Linked DNA regions of Mus musculus: regions 2 and 3 are each linked to region 1. The links are chromatin contacts, called in public ChIA-PET and Hi-C maps. All regions are on one chromosome and are shown on one strand. Each heading gives the region's core, a stretch centred on a gene start, on an enhancer-like site or on the middle of the called end of the contact. The rest is flanking DNA. Distances are from core to core; before and after follow the strand shown.

Region 1 (3,471 bases), core at 467-2,966:
ATTTCCTTTACTGTGCTGGTTTGTGTATTTTGAAATAATTATAGGGTGGACCAATTATTTGGTTTAAGCAGTCATGTGCACACCCTAAGGCTTAATTACTTCGAATAAATCAATCTCACCTCAAATCACTAGCTGTAACAGACAGACAGTTTTAGGTGTACTTGTGCAGAGTAAAGAATTCAACAAGCAACCTCGGGCTCACAATGAAAACTTTAACCGCTAAAATAATTGCTTCCAGGTAGGGATCTGTTTATTTAGGGTGTTTAGGGCTGTGTGTGTGTGTGAGTGTGTGTGTGTGCAGAACCTGCAGTTTTACCCAGTTGAAACTTAGGAATACCCCTCTCAAGGACAGCCTAGGACCTATTTATTCTTACCACACAATATTTTTGTTTTTATCCTTAGAAATTTTTTTAGGAAAATCTTGGGACTTGTCAAGAATTAGTAAAATAGATTTGGGTCTTCATCCAGGCCTTTTTTTTTTTTTTTTTTTTTTTTTTTTTTTGCAATAAAGGAGCAATCTGGGCAATATTTTGGCTAATTACTTAGGAAGATGGTCACAAGAGGAATATCACCACCCCCACCCCCCGCCCCCCGCGATCGTATTTACTGAACGACAGAGCAAAGAGAATTCGTAACCGTTGGCGCTATTGCCAACTTGCATGGTTTTAATCAGGTCAGTTTACAATTAGCCTTTAAAAGGTGCTCCAGAAGAAAAAAAAAAAAAAAGAAAAAAGAATCCCTACGCAGATGGGGTCTGTTTGTTTCGCACGGGTGGGCGCGTGCAAGGGCGTCCGGGCGACTCGGACGGCCGCTCCCACAGAGGCTGGGCCGGGCACGCGCGACAAGTGGAGGCGACTCTTTGCCTGGCTAATTAGAGCCGCCAGGACACGCCCCCAGGAGTCCGCCCGCCGGCCCCGCCCCGAATCTGCGGCGTGGGCTGAGGCGCGGGGCGGGGATTAGCTCGGATTCAAATTTAAAGCGGGACGTCCGCGCGTGGCCCAGCAGGTGCCTCGTGCCCGTTGCCCGCCGAGGGCGTTTCCGCCCCCACCTGCACACAGGGCCGGAAATTACCTCGGCGGGGAGCGGTCCCCTCCATTGTCGCAGTCAACTGCGAGGGAGTCCTGAAAAAGTGCGCGGCCGTGGAGCGCTCGCTAGTCCCTCACGCGTGTCCTCGCGGCGAGACGCCGGGCATGTTGCCCTTTTACAGTACCGCCGTGGAAACCCCGAACTTATCCGGGAGGGGACTAACACGGAAGACGGGAAGCCCATCCCGAGACGTAAACAAGCACTTGACATACTACACTTTGGGGTGAAGCCGCGCTCCCGGGGGGAGGGAGGGGGCGAAGAGACGCGCATGCGCTTCCTACCTCTCCGGCGCGTGGAGAAAACTGCGCGTGCGCACAGCGGCGCGGACGGGAGGGGGAAAGAAAAAAAAACAAAACAAGGAAGAGATGATTGGCAGGTTAGGGGGCACTTTAGAAGCCTGAGGGGGCGGGGTCCCTGCAGCCTGGACGCGCGTGCGCACCGCGCGCGCAGGGGGGTGGAGCTCTTCCAAGGGGGCCGGCGGAGAGCAGCGCCGGCCTCGGGCGCCCCCTGGCGCGCGCCTCGGGAGAGGAAGGAACGGGAGGGTGCGGAGAGGAGGGAGGCGGCGAGCAGGGCGGGAGGGGGAGGGGAGCGGGAGCGAGGGAGGGTTTATCGACCGGGCGATTTTGGTTAAAATATTCAAAATGGCGGACGGAGGAGCAGCGAGTCAAGATGAGAGTTCAGCCGCGGCGGCAGCAGCAGCAGGTAATCATTACAGCATTTTACATATTCATATTCATACTCGAGCCGGGCTCCCGCTGCCCCCCCCGCGACTTAGCATAATTTATTAGTACTCAGGATTATTATAATTAACGGCGAGGAGATGGGGGGCCGGGGAACACAGCCCCCTCTGGGCGCCGAGCGGAGGGGGAAAAGGAGCTCGGAGCGGCCGGGCGGAGGGGGAAGAAGACCCGGGGCAAAGGGGGCTGTGAGCCACCGCGCTCCTCCTGCCCCCGGCCCACCCCGCGGCTGCCGCGCCGGCCCGCCCGCCGGCACCGGCCCTCCTCCTCCGCCGGCCGCCGCCGCCTCCTCGCACGGTGCCCGAATCTAAGCGGGTCCACGGCAGGCGGCGGGGCCGGGGCACCGGGAGAGGACAATAAAGACATTTTACATATTCATAGCTGCTGGGCTGGCGGGGCGCGGCGGGGTGCGGGCGGGAGACCTGGACGGGCGGTGGGGGGGCGTGGAGGGGCCAGAGGTGGCGGCGAGCACAATGCCGGTGGGCGGCGGGGCCCGAGCGGACCCCGGTGGCCGGACACCCGCGCGGCGCCCCCCCAGGATTGGGAGCCGGCGCGGGCTCGGGCTGGGGAACGCTGCTCGCTGCGGGACGCACCGGGGAGTGGTGCCCTGCCCCCGGCCGTGCGGGGGGTCCGCGTGGGGCCGAGCCCGGGGGTCACGGCCCGGGGCCCCTCAGCCGCGCCCTGCTCGTGCCCGGGGCAGCGGCCTGACCCCAGCCAGTCCGTGTCTCTGGTTAGGGGCAGCGTGGCGTGGGCCCTGTGAGCTGGCCTTCGGGTTGTGAGCTCGCTCTGGGGTCCCCCGGACCCTTTGGAGGCTGGGCTAGGTGGGAGGAACCCTCGGGGAAGTTCCCCTCCGTGGAAATGGCTTCGGTTGTCCGTGTGTCCCGGGCCCTCACCCAGAGGTCCGCGCTGCTGTGGGTCGCGCGGGACAGTTGGGTTGGAGGTGCTCGCGGGGTCTGGTAGCTCCTCCGCGCACATCCCCCCCCCCCCACGCGCTGGTAGCCTTGGGGACCCTCTCGCTCTGAGGCCTCGGAGCTCTCGGAGGTCACCCGAGAACTGGACCGTAAAGGATTGCCCTCCTGCCCTCAAAGGGCTGGCCTGACAAGTTGATCATATTCTAGATTTCTCCTGTACTGCGGGGAGCGGGGGTGGTGGCTAGACACGGAGATCCCCCTCCCTGACTGTGTGTGGTAGTGCTTTCTAGCTGCGTGCTGGGTCTTCTCTACTTGCTTCTCATTTGAATAATGTCTAATTCAGGGAGGTTTATATTCTTGAAATGGCCGCCTGGCTTTCCCCGCCTCTCATGTTTAGTAATTCAGACCTTTAATAACAGCCACTCACAGCCCAACGCCGTGTTTATATTTTACATTCGCCCCATGTGCTTTTGTGGTTCGATATGATTCTTTTTTTTTTTTTTTCCTTCTCCTCCTCCTTGGCAATCCACAGGACTCTGAGATCAAACCCAGTCTGTGCTGGGAAGACAAGGAGAGAACTAGGCCTGGACTGCCCTAGTTGCCTAGGCCCTGTTCTCTGCTGCTTGATTTATTTACTAATAACCAAAATGACTCCCCCATCAACTGCCACTCGAGTCCCCTCCTCCGCAGGCAAAACACATCCTCTTGGGGACCTTCCAGCATAAAAACAGCTCCGA
Region 2 (3,471 bases), core at 504-3,003, 41 kb before region 1:
ATGTAGTGTCCAAGTCTGTGCAGCTTGGGGTCCGCTAGGATGGCTGCTCTCCGGAAAGCTTCCAGAAAGTGCAGATTGGGGACTTAGAAGTGGGGCTTTTATAAACTGCACTTCTCCAACCCCCTGAAAGAAGGAGAGAGGGGGAGCTCACAGGCTGCGCTCTCTGAGAAGGCTGGATTTGGGGATGACTAATACAATTACCCCTTTGGAATTTAGCTTAAGAGATGAAAGAACTAGGCCAGAGGTAACAGTTAAAACTCCCACCCATCCTGCCCTTCCCTCTCCTGCTCAAGAGTTAGAAAAGGAACTGGGGATGGGGGGAGGAGGGGAGAGAGGGAAGGGGAAATGGAAATGGAAAGGGCACCTGCACTGCCAGTGGGTCGTCCTCTGATGTGATGTGGCCAGAGAGCATGATGGGGTGTGAGTTTCGATCCCCTGGATGTATACCTACGAGATGGATCGACTGACGCTGGATTGCAAGCATTTGGTTCCAGAGGAAAGCAAAGTCAGTGAATGGCAAGAAGAGAGGTCACTGCCCCTGGCTTGCTCAGGCCTAACAAGACTACTGAGAGAAGCCACCAAAATCTGCCCAAGCAGATGGCCCGTCCCTGGTGTGTCACGGTTTAGACTGTGCTGTGTTTCCTAGATTGTTAGACTCTGCTGTATTTCCGAGGCTGCATCCTCCCAAGGCCATTGGCCATGCACCTCATTAGAAGGCCAAGAGCAATGAATTTCATTCAAGCCTGTCCATCAGCCCATTCTGTGCCCCCTTTAACCTTCCTCAGCTGCATCCAAGAGTCCCTTCCAGGAAAATGACAGCTGGCTAGGGTCATGGAGGAGGCTGACCTGAACAACCCCCCACGCCCCCCAAATGGGACTTTTTCAGATCTTAGAGAGAAACCACCACAACCAAGAGAAGCCAAGGAGATGTAGCAACTAAACACAGCATGCTGGAACAGGGAGGGACCTGGGGCAGCAAAGGCTACGCTGGGAAAACAGGAAACCCAAAGAGATCGTGGGGAGAGTGTGGACTTTTATTAATAAAAATGTATTAGAACTGGGTCATTCATTGTGGCAAATGTAAAATGTCAACTAGAGGGGAAATTGGGCCGGCGTAGGGAAACTCAACAGTGCTTTCAGTTATTTCCTATCAATCTAAAAGATCCTGAAAGAAACCGTTTTAAAAAATGTGAAGTATTAATAGTGTAGATTAAAAAATGAAGACTTTTTTTCTGGGGAGGGCCACATTAAGGATGCTGTCACTGAAAAATGATATAGGTGCCAGCTAGATAGCTCAGTGGGTAGAAGTGTTTGCCACCAAGGCAGACGACCTTCGTCTGATCTCTGGGGCTCACACAAGCTTGCTCATGGTCTGAGTATGTAATCTCCCCACCCCCACCCCACCCCCTTACATATACACGAAGTAAATGTAATGTTTTGAGATTAAATTATATTTTATTTGTAAGAAGCAAGGTTGAGATGCTGTTTCAGTGATAATTTTCATTAATTCACTCACTGAACCATTCAACTGTGGGCGTTTGGTTTGTGTGTGCTTGGACCAGGGTTTTATGCTGAGAGTATGTGGGAGACAAAAGCTGCATCCTACAGGCAGGAAGCAGCTGGTGGCTGATGGCGAGCTGACTCACGAGCCCACAGTTGCCTTTGTTTTGTTTTGTTGTGCCAGGGAATGAAGCTGGGGCCTTGGACATGCTATGTACTAGGTAAACACTTGCTAAGTCACAAACCTATCCCACAAGCCTGACACAGTTACTGGGTGGGGGATGGGAGACATTAAACCCAGAGTGTAGTGATGACACAGAGGAGGAAACACCCTGCTACTGATTAATCAGTGCTGCACTGTGCAGTATCTTAAGTTGACAGTGTAAGGTTGAGAGTATAAACCTTGGAGTGGGACAATACTGATGATAAAAGTAACACAGAAGGGGCGGGGCGGAGCGCAGCCGCGCTAGCTAATTGAGCCTGAAGCAGCCGCGGGGATGGACGTGTTTCTTATGATCCCGCGCAAGACCACCATCTTTAAGAACATTAAGGAAGCTAGAGCACCCTGTTGGAACTGGAGCGCATCTCCTCGAGGGCATCCTCAAGCGGCCGCCAGAGGAGCAGCGACTTTACAAGGACGACCAGCTTCTTGATGATGGAAAAACTCCGAGTGTGGCTTCACTAGTTAGACAGCATGGCCACAGGCGCCAGCCACAGTGGACCTGGCCTTCCGAGCAGATGACACCTTCGAAGCTCCGCGCGTCAAGCCCTTCTCAGCCCTCCAGAGCTTCCAGATGTGATGAAGCCACAGGATTCTGGAGATGGTGCCAATGAGCGAGCTGTGCAGTGAGGGCCCCAGGTCCGCCCCTAGAGACCCATTCCCCCAATTAAAAAAAAAAAATTGGCTGTCTAAAAGAAATAAAAAGGGAACACAGTGCCAAGCTCAGGGTCAATTGGCTTCTAGTAGAATGAAGTCTTGTTGGGGAACAAGGACTACTGCATGCACGTGTGTCCATTGTTCTATCTAGTCTTCCCATACAGTCTAAGGAGCAGACACTGCCATCTTCTGCCGTTTTGGGGGTGAAGGTATGGGGATACTGACACTTTACTCATAGAAACCAGTTAACGTCAGGGCCAGGACAGAACCTAGCTCATCTCCAGAGTCTGTGCCTTGAACTTCTCTGAGTTCTCTGCCCTGAATGCCTCCTGAAGGTTGAGTATGAACCAGCAGGTGAAGTGGTCATAATAAGTCTTATTTGATAGGCTAGACCTCAGCAAATGTCCTTTCGATATAAGTTTGAGGTCAGAACTTGGTAAAATGAATTGATTAAGGGGCCCAGGAAAGGCAGCTCTAGTGCCTACACTACAGATTCTATACTGAACAGAGTTCAGTAGAAACCGTCTCACTGTATTTGGGTGTCTATGACAAAATACCCTAGGCTGGACACTTTCCTTCCACAGTTCTAGAGGCTGTGAGGTCCAAGAAGAGATTGCTGGTAGATCTGCCGTCTGTCGAGGGCTCTCTTTCTTTCTAGCTTTCTTCACATGGTGGAGAGCAGAGAGAAGAGGTGAGCCTTCTTAGATCTCTTCCTAGAAGGGCACGAATCCTTTTCCTGAAGGTTCCACTCTCATGATCCAAGTTCTTCTCAAAGTCCTCATGATACCATCATACCAGGAGTTAGGTTTCAACACATAAATGGGTACAGCACAAATATCTATAGCAGTCCATCTTTGCTTCCTCACCCCAAATTCATATCTTCTTTATGTAGAAAATACACTTTTATATCATCCCAGTGATTTCAGTATCACCTCTATAGTCTTATGTCTCATCTAAATATCATTTTAATCAGGCATATGGATAATATTTGTGATGCAATTCATTCTGAGAGACAAAATTCTTCTCTAACTGTGAACATGTCAAATCAAAGAAGTTGGTGTTTCTCAAACACCAGTGGTTGAATGGGTTGGCAA
Region 3 (3,471 bases), core at 674-3,173, 33 kb after region 1:
TGAAATGGGAGAGCATGTAGACAAGGTGCCTTATCTGTTCCTGTTCTATCTTCCAAATAATTAACACAAAGACCTGTTAAGTTTATTAACAAACTGTAAGCCTAGGCTGGGCAGCAGGTTCTGAGCTATTCTAACCCTTTAAAGCTGTTAATATCAGAAAAATGCCCAGTTACTTGCCAATCTGGTCTTGCCTTGGCTTTCTCTGATCCATTTGTCCCCTGCTGTGTCCTGATATATGGAAACCTCCTGGTCTCTCCATGTGGTCCTTCTCTCACTGGGATCCCTGGTTGGGATTAGAAGAAGTCCAGCCTTTCTAATTCCACTGCCTTTGACCAATCAGAAGAAGATGGATATCCTAGGTTTTGGGCTAATATCCACTTATCAGTGAGTACATATTGTGTGAGTTCCTTTGTGAATGTGTTACCTCACTCAGGATGATGCCCTCCAGGTCCATCCATTTGGCTAGGAATTTCATAAATTCATTCTTTTTAATAGCTGAGTAGTACTCCATTGTGTAGATGTACCACATTTTCTGTATCCATTCCTCTGTTGAGGGGCATCTGGGTTCTTTCCAGCTTCTGGCTATTATAAATAAGGCTGCTATGAACATAGTGGAGCATGTGTCCTTCTTACCAGTTGGGGCATCTTCTGGATATATGCCCAGGAGAGGTATTGCTGGATCCTCCGGTAGTACTATGTCCAATTTTCTGAGGAACCGCCAGACTGATTTCCAGAGTGGTTGTACAAGCCTGCAATCCCACCAACAATGGAGGAGTGTTCCTCTTTCTCCACATCCACGCCAGCATCTGCTGTCACCTGAATTTTTGATCTTAGCCATTCTGACTGGTGTGAGGTGGAATCTCAGGGTTGTTTTGATTTGCATTTCCCTGATGATTAAGGATGTTGAACATTTTTTCAGGTGCTTCTCTGCCATTCGGTATTCCTCAGGTGAGAATTCTTTGTTCAGTTCTGAGCCCCATTTTTTAATGGGGTTATTTGATTTTCTGAAGTCCACCTTCTTGAGTTCTTTATATATGTTGGATATTAGTCCCCTATCTGATTTAGGATAGGTAAAGATCCTTTCCCAATCTGTTGGTGGTCTTTTTGTCTTATTGACGGTGTCTTTTGCCTTGCAGAAACTTTGGAGTTTCATTAGGTCCCATTTGTCAATTCTCGATCTTACAGCACAAGCCATTGCTGTTCTGTTCAGGAATTTTTCCCCTGTGCCCATATCTTCAAGGCTTTTCCCCACTTTCTCCTCTATAAGTTTCAGTGTCTCTGGTTTTAAGTGAAGTTCCTTGATCCACTTAGATTTGACCTTAGTACAAGGAGATAAGTATGGATCGATTCACATTCTTCTACATGATAACAACCAGTTGTGCCAGCACCAATTGTTGAAAATGCTGTCTTTCTTCCACTGGATGGTTTTAGCTCCCTTGTCGAAGATCAAGTGACCATAGGTGTGTGGGTTCATTTCTGGGTCTTCAATTCTATTCCATTGGTCTACTTGTCTGTCTCTATACCAGAAGATGGAGAAGAGTGTTTACAAAACAATGACACAGGTGATGCTTCATAGACATAGTAATATACTCAACTCTCTGCTAGTATAGAAATCATGTGTGACCACACCTAGTTAGATAAAATAATTTTGTTGAGAGTTTTGTTAATAGTGTATTCTTAGTATGTAGAAAACTGCATGTACCAGGCAGTCAGTGGCTCATAGCTGAGTGAATGAGTGGAGTAAAAGCTGAGGGGACAGGGAAAACACAGTCTGGATAGGAAAGGCTTGGTAGTTGAAGTAGTTAGAAAAGATGTGGAGAAGCCGTGGGTTTAAGACAGAATTTGTAAGAAAAACTAATAGGATAGTTGACAGTGATAAAGTAATTTTGTTTATCTGTTGTGCCCCAAGCTCAGTATTTCCTTAAACTACCATGTTAGTAATTAGATAAGAGACCTTGTTCAGTGTAGTGAAGGCTAGTGAGAATTTAGTAAGTATTCAGCTGCTGAAAATATTTGTATAAGGTTTGGGTTTTTTCTGTTTTGTTGTTTTGTTTGTTTGATTTTTGTCCTGGGGAGGATTGTACTCACAGGCTCAAGCGTGTCAGGGAGTGCATTACTGACTGAGATATGGTCTTAGCTCTTGATGTATACTGTTTTGTTTTGCATTTTTGGAGTCATGGTCTCATGCTGTAGGCCAGGAAACCCCTGTGTAGTTAACAGGCTGGTCTCAGACTTGGCAGCGCTCTCCTAACCTCAGCCTCTTGGGTGTTAGGTCTCTAGCATGAGCTCTCATGTTGGTTTCCTTGTCTACTTAAAAATAGGACTATGATGCCTGTCAAGGTGGCTCTGTGTTAAGAGTGTTTGCTGAAAAGACTGATGACCTGAGTTCAATTCCTTCCACCTGGTGGAAGGAGAAAAGTGACTGTTGCAAGTTGTCACATGCAAAGGACACACACTAAATGAATAAACAAGTAAAATACGTTTAAATTTAAATGGGGTTTGTGAGATAGCTTGTTGAAGTACCCTGTGATGTGGTTCCTACCTAGGCACAAATTTTGTTCATCCCGTTCTTCCCAGGGAGAGGCAATGATCAGACACTCTCTTGTAAATACCCTAGAGTGAACAGACCTGTCCACTTTTCTTTCCCAAAGAGAATTGCCTTGTTCAAAAAGTCTGTAGTGCTGCATTTGAGAATTAGAGTTAGTGGTGTTAACGTCTACACATGTGAACCCTAAAATAACCATATCCATATCCATTCAAAGAGTGATTCGAAGTGGTTGTTTTCTTTCTCTCAACTTTTGTTTTTTGAAATTAAAATTACACCATTTTCTTCCCTCAGACTCCTCCCATGCACCTTTTGTGCTCTCCCAAATTCATGGCCTTTCCCTTTAATGTTTTTTTCATTTGTTTTAGACAATTTTTGGTCTATAACTGACCTACTTCCATGTACATGCACATAAGTCTAGCTGAAAAACATCCTTTCAAAATAGCTATTTTGGAAAGGGCATACAGTGTTTTAATTTTGCCTGTTATTACAGTTGCCTTTGAGATAGTGCAAAGTTTTAAGTTTTAAGTCTACTCACTGGTACTAGGAGTTGATTGTGGCTTCTGAATACACTGTGTAGTGTAATGTGATTGGGCATTAATTAAATAAGTATCAACTATAAAGTAAGATTTTATAAAATTGTAGCTGACTTTAAAGTAGTTTAAAAGTACTACTTTTACAACATCTCAGCAAATATTGGGAATATGTACACATGTACACATTTTCAGGTAATTTATCAGATGTCAAATTTTAAAAGAGTATATAGTATTAGGAAAACAAAATGATAATATTAGAAGTTACTTTAGCACAACTTTGGGAGAACAGTGTAATACATTGAATTTGAAATGTTTGCACTGTTTAACTGAAATCCGTTATCACTAGTCATTTGTTTATAGAATTAGTTTAAGCTATCAGGGAAAGATATA

Evidence for each region. ChIA-PET counts read pairs in DNA pulled down with a chosen protein or histone mark. A called contact is a pair of places that touch in the nucleus more often than the background predicts.
Region 2: a contact with region 1 is called in a Hi-C map of pancreatic cancer cells, with 4 times the contacts expected there. The contact joins the enhancer-like site here to the promoter of Pou2f1 in region 1. A contact is called at or near these places in 2 of 39 promoter capture datasets (frontonasal cranial neural crest and liver), 70 of 484 Hi-C or Micro-C datasets (the AML12 cell line, the C2C12 cell line, CD4 T cells and 30 more), 19 of 115 datasets of contacts at active chromatin or transcription factors (CD8 T cells, the HPC-7 cell line, the SCID.adh cell line and 14 more) and 3 of 9 other capture datasets (adipose tissue, embryonic trunk and pancreatic islet).
Region 3: an SMC1A ChIA-PET map of the G1E-ER4 cell line shows a contact between it and region 1, with 13 read pairs. The contact joins the enhancer-like site here to the promoter of Pou2f1 in region 1. A contact is called at or near these places in 1 of 15 datasets of contacts at CTCF or cohesin (the G1E-ER4 cell line), 14 of 484 Hi-C or Micro-C datasets (the Ba/F3 cell line, the G1E-ER4 cell line, the P5424 cell line and 9 more), 4 of 115 datasets of contacts at active chromatin or transcription factors (the SCID.adh cell line, embryonic stem cells, heart atrium and 1 more) and 2 of 9 other capture datasets (adipose tissue and pancreatic islet).

What each region holds. Positions count from the first base shown.
Region 1 is chr1:166,000,879-166,004,349 of GRCm38.p6, reverse strand. Pou2f1 (POU domain, class 2, transcription factor 1) reads left to right here and starts at 1,716. Exons shown (of 16, transcript NM_198932.3): 1 at 1,716-1,788. The coding sequence starts at 1,728.
Region 2 is chr1:166,042,218-166,045,688 of GRCm38.p6, reverse strand. Gm33224 (a long non-coding RNA gene) reads left to right here. Exons shown (of 3, transcript XR_865710.2): 3 at 1-237. It also overlaps the pseudogene Gm7626. Among named protein-coding and RNA genes, the nearest start is that of Gm33224, 5.1 kb to the left of the region's middle. Within about 2 kb of position 1,753, at least 82 of the 459 cell types and tissues checked have an H3K27ac peak or open chromatin away from gene starts, as enhancers often do. A contact at or near this core is called in the AML12 cell line, the C2C12 cell line, CD8 T cells and 16 more, where this site is marked.
Region 3 is chr1:165,967,908-165,971,378 of GRCm38.p6, reverse strand. The region is part of intron 1 of Pou2f1 (POU domain, class 2, transcription factor 1); the gene reads left to right. Among named protein-coding and RNA genes, the nearest start is that of Pou2f1, 33 kb to the left of the region's middle. Within about 2 kb of position 1,923, at least 8 of the 459 cell types and tissues checked have an H3K27ac peak or open chromatin away from gene starts, as enhancers often do. A contact at or near this core is called in the G1E-ER4 cell line and the SCID.adh cell line, where this site is marked.